Linked DNA regions of Zea mays: region 1 is linked to region 2. A link is a contact called in public Hi-C data. All regions are on one chromosome and are shown on one strand. Each heading gives the region's core, a stretch centred on a gene start, on an enhancer-like site or on the middle of the called end of the contact. The rest is flanking DNA. Distances are from core to core; before and after follow the strand shown.

Region 1 (6,154 bases), core at 3,232-5,731, 220 kb before region 2:
CATGATCATTTGATGCATTAGGAATTTTCTTCTTAGGCAACTTAGCATGGGTTGGTTGCCTAGAACTAAATGTCTCACCCTTATACATATAAGCATGATTAGGGCCAGAGTGAGACTTCCTAGAATGAATCTTTCTAATTTTGTTCTCAGGATAGCCGGCAGGGTGCAAAATGTAACCCTCGTTATCCTGAGGCATGGGAGCCTTGCCCTTAACAAAGTTAGATAAGTTCTTTGGAGGGGCATTAAGTTTGACATTGTCTCCCCTTTGGAAGCCAATGCCATCCTTGATGCCAGGGCGTCTCCCATTATAGAGCATACTTCTAGCAAATTTAAATTTTTCATTTTCTAAGTTATGCTCGGCAATTTTAGCATCTAGTTTTGCTATATGATCATTTTGTTGTTTAATTAAAGCCATATGATCATGAATAGCATCAATATCAACATTTCTACATCTAGTACAAATAGTGACATGCTCAATGGTAGATGTAGATGGTTTGCAAGAATTAAGTTCAACAATCTTAGCACGAAGTATATCATTCTTATCTCTAAGATCGGCAATTGTAACTTTGCAAACATCAAAATCTTTAGCCTTAGCAATTAAATTTTCATTCTCTAATCTAAGGCTAGCAAGAGATACATTCAATTCATCAATCTTAGCAAGCAAGTCAACATTATCATCTCTAAGATTGGGAATTGAAACATTACAAACATGTGAATCAACCTTAGCATTTAAGATAGCATTTTCATTTCTAATGTTGTCAATCATCTCACGACAAGTGCTTACCTCACTAGATAATTTTTCACATTTCTCAATTTCAAGAGCATAAGCCTTTTTAACCTTAACATGTTTTTTGTTTTCTTTAATTAGACAATCCTCTTGGGAATCCAAAAGGTCATCCTTTTCATGAATAGCACTAACCAATTCATTCAATTTTTCCTTTTGAGCTATGTTAAGGTTGGCAAAAAGGGAACGCAAATTATCTTCCTCATCACTAGCATTGTCATCACTAGAGGATTCATATTTAGTGGAGGATTTAGATTTAACCTTCTTTTTGCCGTCCTTTGCCATGAGGCACTTGTGGCCGACGTTGGGGAAGAGGAGTCCCTTGGTGACGGCGATGTTGGCGGCGTCCTCGTCGTCGGAGGAGTCGCTTGAGCTCTCGTTGGAATCCCATTCCCGACAAACATGGGCATCGCCGCCCTTCTTCTTGTAGTACCTCTTCCTCTCCTTTCTTCTCCCCTTCTTGTCGTCGCCTCGGTCACTGTCACTAGATATAGGACATTTAGCAATAAAATGACCGGGCTTACCACATTTGTAGCACACCTTCTTGGAGCGGGACTTGTAGTCTTTCCCCCTCCTTTGTTTGAGGATTTGGCGGAAGCTCTTGATGACGAGCGCCATCTCCTCATTGTCAAGCTTGGAGGCGTCGATTGGTTGACGACTTGGTGTAGACTCCTCCTTCTTCTCCTCCGTTGCTTTGAATGCAACGGGTTGAGCTTCGGATGTGGTGGCATCATCAAGCTCGTTGATCTTCCTCGAGCCTTCGATCATGCATTCAAAACTCACAAAATTTCCGATAACTTCCTCGGGGGTCATTTTGGTATATCTAGGATTACCACGGATTAATTGAACTTGAGTAGGGTTAAGGAAAATAAGTGATCTTAGAATAACCTTAACCACCTCGTGGTCATCCCACTTTACGCTCCCGAGGTTGCGCGCTTGGTTCACCAAGGTCTTGAGCCGATTGTACATGTGTTGTGGCTCCTCCCCTTTGCGAAGCCGGAACCGACCAAGCTCCCCCTCAATCGTTTCCCGCTTGGTGATCTTGGTGAGCTCATCACCTTCATGCGCGGTCTTGAGTAAATCCCAAATCTCCTTGGCGCTCTTCAACCCTTGTACTTTGTTATACTCCTCTCTACTTAGAGAGGCGAGGAGTATTGTTGTTGCTTGAGAGTTGAAGTGCTCGATTTGGGCCACCTCATCCTCATCATAGTCCTCATCCCCTACGGATGGTACCTGCGCACCAAACTCAACAACATCCCATATGCTTTTGTGGAGCGAGGTTAGATGAAATCGCATTAAATCGCTCCACCTAGCGTAATCTTCACCATCAAAAGTTGGTGGTTTGCCTAATGGGACGGAAAGTAAAGGTGTATGTTTGGAAATGCGAGGATAGCGTAGGGGGATCTTACTATACTTCTTGCGCTCTTGGCGCTTAGAAGTGACGGAGGGCGCATCGGAGTCGGAGGTAGAAGTTGATGAAGTGTCAGTCTCGTAGTAGACCACCTTCCTCATCCTCTTATGCTTGTCGCCTTTCCGATGCGGCTTGTGGGAAGAAGATTTTTCCTTCTTCTCTTGGTGGTGAGAAGAGGAAGCCTTTTTCTCCTTCCGTTTGGAGGAGTCCTTCTTCTTCTCCCTCCTTTTGGTGCGGGACTCTTCCGATGAAGTGCTCCCGTGGCTTGTAGTGGGCTTTTCGCCGGTCTCCATCTCCTTCTTGGCGTGATCTCCCGACATCACTTCGAGCGGTTAGGCTCTAATGAAGCACCGGGCTCTGATACCAATTGATAGTCGCCTAGAGGGGGGGTGAATAGGGCGAAACTGAAATTTACAAATATAAACACAACTACAAGCCGGGTTAGCGTTAGAAATATAAATGAGTCCGAGAGAGAGGGCGCAAAACAAATCCCAAGCGAATAAGCAAGTGAGACACGGAGATTTGTTTTACCGAGGTTCGGTTCTTGCAAACCTACTCCCCGTTGAGGAGGCCACAAAGGCCGGGTCTCTTTCAACCCTTCCCTCTCTCAAACGGTCCCTCGGACCGAGTGAGCTTCTCTTCTCAAATCAAAGCCGGGAACAAAACTTCCCCGCAAGGGCCACCACACAATTGGTGCCTCTTGCCTTAATTACAATGGAGTTGTGATCTCAAGAACAAGTGAGAAAGAAAAGAAGCAATCCAAGCGCAAGAGCTCAAATGAACACGACAAATCACTCTCACTAGTCACTAGGGCTTTGTGTGGAATTGGAGAGGATTTGATCTCTTTAGTGTGTCTAGAATTGAATGCTAGAGCTCTTGTAGTAGTTGAGAAGTGGAAAACTTGGATGCAATGAATGGTGGGGTGGTTGGGGTATTTATAGCCCCAACCACCAAATGTGGCCGTTGGTGGAGCTGTCTGTTCGATGGCGCACCGGACAGTCCGGTGCACACCGGACAGTCCGGTGCCCCCTGCCACGTCATCACTGCCGTTGGATTCTGACCGTTGGAGCTTCTGACTTGTGGGCCCGCCTGGGTGTCCGGTGCACACCGGACAGGTACTGTTTGATGTCCGGTGTGCCAGCATGGGCGATTCTGACTTCTGCGCGCGCAGAGGGCGCATTAAATGCGCGGCAGAGAGCCGTTGGCGCGGAGATGACCGTTGCTTCGGAGGCGCACCGGACAGTCCGGTGCACACCAGACAGTCCGGTGAATTTTAGCGGGCTAGCCGTTGGCGTTTCCCGAAGCTGGCGAGTTCCTGAGGCCGACCTCCCTTGGCGCACCGGACACTGTCCGGTGTACACTGGACAGTCCGGTGAATTATAGCCGAGTCGCCTCAGGAAATTCCCGAAGGTGGCGAGTTTGAGTCTGAGTCCCCTGGTGCACCGGACAGGTACTGTTCACTGTCCGGTGGCACACCGGACAGTCCGGTGCGCCAGACCAGGGGTGCCTTCGGTTGCCCCTTTGCTCCTTTGTTGAATCAAAAACTTGGTCTTTTTATTGGCTGAGTATGAACCTTTTACACCTGTATAATCTATACACTTGGGCAAACTAGTTAGTCCAAAGATTTGTGTTGGGCAATTCAACCACCAAAATTATTTAGGACTTAGGTGTAAGCCTAATTCCCTTTCACCGCCGCTCAGGGGCGGGCTCCCGCAAACCCCGTCGCGCTTCCAATCACCTCCGCAACCGACAGGATGCCGCTGCGGCGGCACTCGCTCCGGCTGCTGGCGCGCCATGTGGATCACAATGGATTCCGAAACATTTTCTCATAACAGTATAACACACATTTATACATAAGTTATCATATTATTAGATATTCCCGTTGCAACGCACGAGCACTCATCTAGTCAATCAATTATTTCCCTCGGACGCTTCTACCCCGGTTCGGGTGGCCCCGCCCGCCGCAGCCGCGCGGCGCACGTGTGGTCGCTTCCCACACGCCGACATGCCGACCCAACCCGACCAGTCACATGGGCCACACCCACACGGGCCCGGGCCCGGTTCCCCACCCATCCCTTCCCAGTTCCCACCAAAAACTCCCGCCATCTCCACCCTCTCCCGCCAAAACCAACCGACGTAGCGCCACTTTCCCCTCTCCCGCCTGCCAGGACCGGGCCCACCGCGCAGCGAGACAGGCGGGCTCCGTTTTGCCGCGCAAGCGACCCCGCAGATATAAAAAGTCCGCGCGCGCCGCTCGGCCCCGAAATTATTTTTTGGCGCGCATCCCAACATCCGCCTCAGATTCCCGTCCATCGTTCGTCTCCGCTGTTTCCCGTCCCTCGTCCTCCGCCGAAACCCTAGCAGAGCTCCTCCTCCGCCTTCCCTCCGGTCGCCGGAGTGCCTGGTCCGGTCACGGGGGTGGTTTCGAGGCCTGGATTGGCGGAGTGTTTGGAAGGAGGCAGGGGCGGGACAGTAGGAATACATAAATTTTCTAGGTTTTCAGCCGCCCTATGCCTGACGCATCCACGCGCCCACGCCTGTCTCCGCACACACGCTGCCACGCACAGGCACCGCTCGTCCGCTCCAGCTCTTGCGTCGCACGGACAGACACAGCTCCACCCTCCATAGCTCCTCTTGCCGCTGCTTGTGCGCCGGATCACCGCCCCCGGCCTGAGTCTTCGGACAGTGCGTCCGCGGCAGAGCATCTGCGGCCTGCCCCCTGCGGGCGGCGGCGCCAGTGCGGCTCGCCCCCTCTGGCCGTCTTGGCCTGATTGGACCGAGGTTTGTGATTTTGTGAAGCGTGTGCATCTGGTGGGCACGTGGTGACAACCTGAGATTAGAGAAACCACATTCCAAATTTTTAATTCAAACAGAACCAGGAGGAGGGACATGGAGGGGTTCGCCAAGCCGTCCACGAGCTCGGGGTCTGGGGTCACGGTTAGGGCCTCCGTCGCCGCGGCCTCCATAGAGGAGAGGTTCGCCGATCTGTGCAAGGTACGGGTTCTCACATGCCCCGGCGTTTGCGCCGCTCCGTTTCTGACCTTTCGTTGGGTGCTGGATTTTTGTTTTTCTCTGCGCAAGGCGTGTCCTTTTCTCACTGGCGATGTCTTCCAGCTGCTTCGCGTGTGTTTGCTCAGTGGGGAAAAACATGGGAGGCTGAAGGTTTAGGCGGTTTTTCTTGTTTGGAAATTAATTTGTGCTAGATCTGGCGCTCCTCTTTCGTTTATTTAGGTTATCCCAACCGATTTTGTCGCCCTTGACTCCTTCGAATTTGTTTTCGAAGATGAACCATTCTGATCCATTTCTTCGGTTTCCGTGCGCTGTGTGGAAATCTATGTTTTCCACCGTCTGCTGCAAACTCTTTGTGTGGTCTGCTGGGGATAAATTTTATTATTTGTGGCTGGCCCTTTCAAAAACGAATAATAAATGGAGCGACTTTTGATGGTTCCTTTTGATTTATACACTTTCTGTTTGAAGTCACACTGTCCTTCGTATGTCTTATCATTATTATTAGTGATTCACTGGTTTTGTACCTGTGAGTTTATTTACTACTCGTACTTGTCCTATTTTTAGGAGAAATCTATATGCATGATCATGTGACGTTCCATTTTACCCCTGCTGTTCACTTGTGAGTTGTGACTGATTCTCGTATACCCTGATTTTTTATTTGCTCTTTTGTTTGTGGCGAGCAGGCCAAGCTGGGACTGGACGAGAGCACGACGAGGCAGGCAATGCAGCTCTTGAAGGAGACCAATAACATTCTCAAGTCCAGCATGTCTTCCTTGGGCGGCGGATCGGTAAGATTGCATTTTCTTTGCCTCTGGCATAGTTAATATTTCTTCCATCCAATTCCAGGACCATGATGTACTGCTAAAACTCATGCCTGCTACCTATTGGATTTATGTGTAGCCCGAGGAGATCGAGAGGTTCTGGTCTGCCTGTGTTCTGTACTGTGTGTC
Region 2 (5,861 bases), core at 1,350-3,849:
TTCTTGTGATGTTTCCACACATCTTCTCTATGATAATAGAGGAGCCATACAATTTTCAATAATCCTGTGAAGCAAGAACTTACAAAGCATATTGGTGTGTTGCCTTCTTTACTTGGTCTCATTGTCATTAGAAAACTATTTCGCTCTAGTATGTGCCTTCAGAGTTGCAATTGGCTGACTTTTTCACTATAGCACAAACTCGAGAGCAGCATCGGCTTCACTTGATCAAACTCAATGCTTCAGATCTTCCGCTTTCACCTTGAGTTTGAAGGGGAGTGTTAAGTGTACTAAGGCTCTTATACTATAGGCCCATATGGGCCATGAGTCTATCTATATATAGTCATCTCCACTTGTGGATTGCTCAAATGCTCATCTTCTCAGATCCACAAAGTTAATACAGCAGGATAATATACATTGAAAGAGAAGCATAAATCATTACCAAGTTGGGTAGAATCTTCAGAAGATGGAAGTAAGGCAGCCTTGTTTGCCTTTTTTCGCCTATAGAACATGATATATAACAAGACGCCCAGGACCAGAATAGCAACACCACCAACAACTCCTCCTACTATAGCTCCTATAGAACCTCCGTTTCCTGGCCCGAATCGATGATGAGATTGACAAAGTGTAAACAAGCCACCCTTTTTATCTCACAAGAATAGCTGGTGTCCAGTTTTTCTTGCAAAAAACTTAATGTGGAAGCATAATTAGCTTGCAAAAGGACAGAATCTGCCTGTACTGCACAAGATGAGGAAGGTTATCAGCATGAGTGCACAAGGGTTGACAATATTCAAGTGAATATTATACGATACAATATAGCTGGCAGCAAAACTTACCCTGGTGGTTTTAAAGGATGGTAACTTCCATTGCCATCTGGAGAAGCAGAAAAAGACAGCAAACCATTTTATCAAGAAAAAGATCAATCCAACAGGGTTCACATTGATGTTAAGTTGTTAACAGCATTTTCAAAGTTAAAATGTAACAAAATAGCCGCAGTTCACAGAATCAAGCCAACCCTGCAACTGCATACTATGAGACATGTGCAGATGCATAGAGGATTTTAAGGGGATTTGTATATCGAGACCTGGAATCTTTTACTTGATATGTAACTATTCATGAAGAGATGCCATGAACCAACAAGTGGAATTGGTAGCATGCATGAAACACCAAACAATTTAGGAATGCAACTACAGTGACATAACAGATTCAGTGGGTTCTTCATCTAATTGCAAACAGACAAACGCAGTCAATGCGACAGTATACAGGAATGTTAGCTAATGCAAATCCCCCTTCCTTCATGAAGCAAGGCCGAATCAATCCATGCACCCTATCAACCACCTGACAGCAAGCTATGAAGAAAACACCTCCAGTCAAAGCTAGCAGCCTAGGTTACCATTCTGTTCAGTTGGGCGCAAAACACCCACAATTCTGTGAACTACTAATAGCCAGGAGAACTCCTACATTTATGGCTAAAGTGCTAAACTACGATAAAATTGAACTGAATCCTCCACAACTGACATCACACAAATGATGTTAGGGCAGTCACAATGCTAGAACCCACACAGAGGAACTATGTTCCCGAATTCTCGATGGACAAAATAATCTTTTTTCCAATTACATATATTATTTCCGGCTTTCCGCTCATCTACCAATCACATCTTAATGTATTGGTTCGTGTAGACATATTTTTTTAATAAGAAATCATTTCTCCGTATCTCTTATTTACTTAAAGTGTCATATCATCTTTTTGATTAGTTGGTACCTTAATTAATGGGCATAGAACCGGTTTCTGGTTGGGACTTGGGAGTGCCAGCAGCAGCGCTCACCTTTGACGGGGATGAAAACGAGCCCGGATGTAGCGGTGTCCATGCCGGGGTTATACTTGCGGAGCAGGTCCAACTGCGACGACGAGTTGAAGCTGTAGTTGGCGGCGACGGCGGCGAGGGTCTGGCCCATGAGCGGGTAGGTGAGGAAGAACCCGTAGTCCGACGAGATCTTCGGGTCCCCGCAGGTGCAGTTGACCGTGACGTTCACCACGGTGTTGGTGTCGGGGATGTTGTTCGTGGGATACGGGTTGGTGACGGCAAGCCAGGCGGCGGAGGTGAGGTTGTTGTAGTTCTGGGCGATGCCGCCGTAGGTGTCGCCGGTGACAACCTTGTGCGGGAAGGAGCCGCCGAGGTAGGTGGCGTCCGAGTTGGGGAACGTGTGGCAGCCGCAGGTGAAGGAGATGTTGACGCTCTGGCCGGCCTGGATGTAGTCCAGGTTTGTGGTGCCGGGGTTGTAGCGCGCCAGCGCGTGGTAGTCGCCGATGCCGAAGAGGCTGGCGATGTAGGTGAGGTTCTGGTTCCGGGCGACGAGGTAGGAGCCCAGCGCGACGCAGCCGGAGTTGAGGCAGCCGTCCCCCGCCGCCACCGCCGCCGCCGCGGCGAGGAGGAGGAGCCGCATGAGGATTCGCGCCATGTGGACAGCGAGGAGGACGAGGCAACCCTAGCCTCGAAAGCGTGTAGCAATTAGAGGAAGAGGAGGAGCTGGGGGAGGTGAGGTGCGGTGCGGGGAGATTGAGGGGTAGCAGCAGGAGCAGCAGACCACAGCACGCGGCGACGATGAGCGCGACAACGCGGCGGTAGTTTGACCCCTCGCGCGCGCGCGGCGCACGGGGCTCCCGGTGGGCCCCACCCAGCGAGGTGAGTTACGCAAGTGACACTGGAAAGTGGGGGCAGTGCAAGGCTCGATGCGCTGTCAACGGAGAAAACAGGTGGAACGCGGGGGAGGGCCCACCACGTGGGAGGTCGTTCCGGGGAGGCGCCGGGGCGAAGTCGGCAGCGACGGGGCCAGCAACGGCGGCGCCGCCGTGGTCAACCCGTCAAAGGGGTCTGCAATAATTCGGGCAGCCCTGGACGCTGGGCCAGTCGCCAAGCGCGCCCACGGGATGCTGTCCCATTCGCGGATGTTTCGCCGGATTACCGCTTGTCCTGGGCGCTAATATTCCCTTTGTCATTTTGTCATTAGGAAGTGTTATGCTGGACACTTTCACATTTAATTTAACTACTAGGTGGATGCCCGTGCGTTGCAACGGAAACATATCATCGGTATAGAGAACGTGGCTCCTACCAATCTGGTATCAAAGGTCTCGACGATCATGAGCTCTGCCGCTGCCCCCAGGCAGCAGCCACCGCCAGCATCAGGCGGCCCCCAGCAACGTCCACCGCGCTAGTCGCAACCCCTGTTTCGTCGGGAGTCATGATGCTTCGCCGATAATCCCTCAAATACCCAGCCTCCTTGTCGGGCAGCACCACTGGAGGCATGGCGGCCCCACAGCCAATGGCGGCCACATCTTCTAGGTGGAGTACGCTCTTGAGGCCGTCCGCAGCACGAACATCGTTGTCCTCGGCGTCGAGAAGAAGTCCACACCCAAGCTCGATTACTCCAGGTAGCAAACCCTCCGCCCCTCCTTTCTATCATCCGAGCAGATCTCGTGAATTCGTGATCCTCGCTCGACGCGGACGGAGGAGGAGGTGCGGCGACACTACGAAGCGCTGGTGGAGGACGTGGCCGCTATTCAGGTCGGCCGAATCCCGCTCTCACGCTACACTGGAGAGGAGTCATCTGTAGCGACGCCCGAGGGATCTGGAGCCGCCGCCGCCACACCCCAAGGATAGAGGAGGAGGGAGCAGGCAGCCAGGCACTGACGCGAAGAATGGAAGAGCGGCACTGATGCTGATGTGGGGAATAGTTGCTTCAAGGCCATGCAGGAACGGCGCAAGAGCGTCCGTGGACGAAAGAGGAGCACAGGTCTATACTCCGCCAGGAAAAAAATCTCCATGTGTTCTTGCCTTCAAATAAAGCTTACATCTTTCATACTAAGCTTTTACAGGAAGGTTCAAGGAATGTGTAATTAGTAGCAGCCTTCCAGGGTGCATATATTCATCATTTGACTATCTCACCTGTGTGAATTATGTGTTCATCACCACCACTTTACAACTCCTTCACCGGCACGATCAAATGAGTGCCCATTGAGATTGCCAGAACCCACTTTATGAAGATGTCTGCTGTCAACTGCTTCAGCTGTTCTTGAGTTCTTATTGACACCAACAGGTGTGATGGTGTTCAGATTGTAAGGGGTGCCATTATTTGCTCCATTGTGAACATCAGGAAGAGAATGGGGATGAATAGCACCCAAGCCTTGAAAACCATAATTCACATGCCTATTCATCCGACTAAGAGAGTGGCTGATCTCACCAAGGGGAGCCTGGTTACTATGAGTTGCAGCAGAAGCAATTCCAATGGGAGAGGACAGGCTCTGTGGTAGGGTAGATGATAGACCCAGAAATGAAGCCTATCTGAACGGGCTCATTGATGTGAGAAGTCCAGAATGCAAACCATGCATACTCCCATTTTCACGTCCACAAGATGTCATTGCTACTATATTAGATGAACCTTGAAGAATAATCCTCACGTCAGGAAATGCATCCATAGACATGAGTACATGACATACAATAAAGATGAAAAAAATAAACACCATACCCAATGAAGGCAATGAAGGGCTATTTGTGCTTGGACTGCCCAGGTTGTATACGCCAAATTCTTCCAACCCCAACTCCTTGGACATGTGTTGTGTTGAACTGTTATAAAACAACATTAAAATCAATGTTAGATCAGTGATTAAAACCAATGTTTTAAAAAATTTTGTAGAATGGAGTTTAGAATGCTGCGTCAATTAATTAGTCTTTCTGGATAAACTAAATAACTAACATACAAGTATCTATCAACACACCTAAATGTATACAAAGAATTAGGACTACAATATAAAAGAATAAATGTTTTGTTTAGGACATGAGAGCCCACACACAGAACTAAACAAACAAAGATTAAGTAACTATCTATGCATGACAAAATAAAAATAGTGCAATGTTTACAGCTCCAGGAAGAGATTTTCCGCTTGAGAAAAGAAAACAAAAAACCCAGGCACATAACTAATGTGCATCCTATCCACAGGTACCATCATATAGAATAAGTGATGCTACTATATACCAGTGATGCCTATGTAAGAATCGTTCAGCTTGCCAAAAATGACCTAAGGTTCACTAAAGCTGTGATCAAATGATCAACAGTTAAATACGGAGTGAACGAAAGTAATAAAGGAAGTATTGCTGATGAAATATGAGAATGAACAACAATATTCACATTTCAAAGACATACCGTCTAGCACCACTCAGACGGCCAGTCTCCAGTTTTATTTTCTTGCCAGCAAGATCACTCCTGTTTAAAGCACGAGCTGCACCTTCAGCTGCTCTGACATTATAAAATTCTATAATTTTGTGATGGCCCTTTTGCGGTGCATCATGAATCTGCAATTAATTTAAGACATTATAGTTCTAGTTAGAATGTAGTTGGTAGTAAATGTAAGAGCATAGATACCTCTTTTATGTCACCATATTCGCTAAATATCTGATGGATATCATTGTTTGTTATAGAGGGGTCAACATTAAATATAACAAGCATCCCCTGGTTAATATCCTTCTCCGAAGGATTGTCCTAAGGGAGAAAAAGGTAACAATTAGCACAAGCACTACAAGACTAAAAACTGTAAACTACATAAATAATGGCATCCTTGGGAAAAATATGTCTACAAATCAAGCCAGTAAGACATAGAGTTGTGAATACCTTCGGAATGGAGTAATGTATGTCAAGTTTTCTACGTCTGAGTGGCTTGTTTTGATGTTCATACACAAAACTGACAATATAGCAAGGAATACAGAGATGAGTAATAGAATATACCATGTTGATCAGGCCATCGTCAATCACTGAACGACTTATGCTCTTGAACAGCTCGAATAGAGCCTCAACCTCACTAACACTAACTA

Evidence for each region. A called contact is a pair of places that touch in the nucleus more often than the background predicts.
Region 1: a contact with region 2 is called in a Hi-C map of bundle sheath, with 2.0 times the contacts expected there. The contact joins the promoter of LOC732723 here to the promoter of LOC100279924 in region 2. A contact is called at or near these places in 7 of 25 Hi-C or Micro-C datasets (bundle sheath, ear, leaf and 3 more).

Annotation. Positions count from the first base shown.
Region 1 is chr1:200,451,694-200,457,847 of Zm-B73-REFERENCE-NAM-5.0, reverse strand. LOC732723 (retinoblastoma-related 3) reads left to right here and starts at 4,481. Exons shown (of 19, transcript NM_001112352.1): 1 at 4,481-4,976; 2 at 5,069-5,189; 3 at 5,888-5,992; 4 at 6,105-6,154. The coding sequence starts at 5,085.
Region 2 is chr1:200,228,987-200,234,847 of Zm-B73-REFERENCE-NAM-5.0, reverse strand. It overlaps LOC100279924, which reads right to left and starts at 2,599. Exons shown (of 11, transcript NR_174154.1): 1 at 1,824-2,599; 2 at 834-870; 3 at 440-730. LOC103643031 (a long non-coding RNA gene) reads right to left here and starts at 5,722. Exons shown (of 3, transcript XR_002266800.1): 1 at 5,662-5,722; 2 at 5,197-5,532; 3 at 4,581-4,619. LOC109943719 (a long non-coding RNA gene) reads right to left here and starts at 4,586. Exons shown (of 2, transcript XR_002266799.1): 1 at 4,522-4,586; 2 at 4,064-4,434.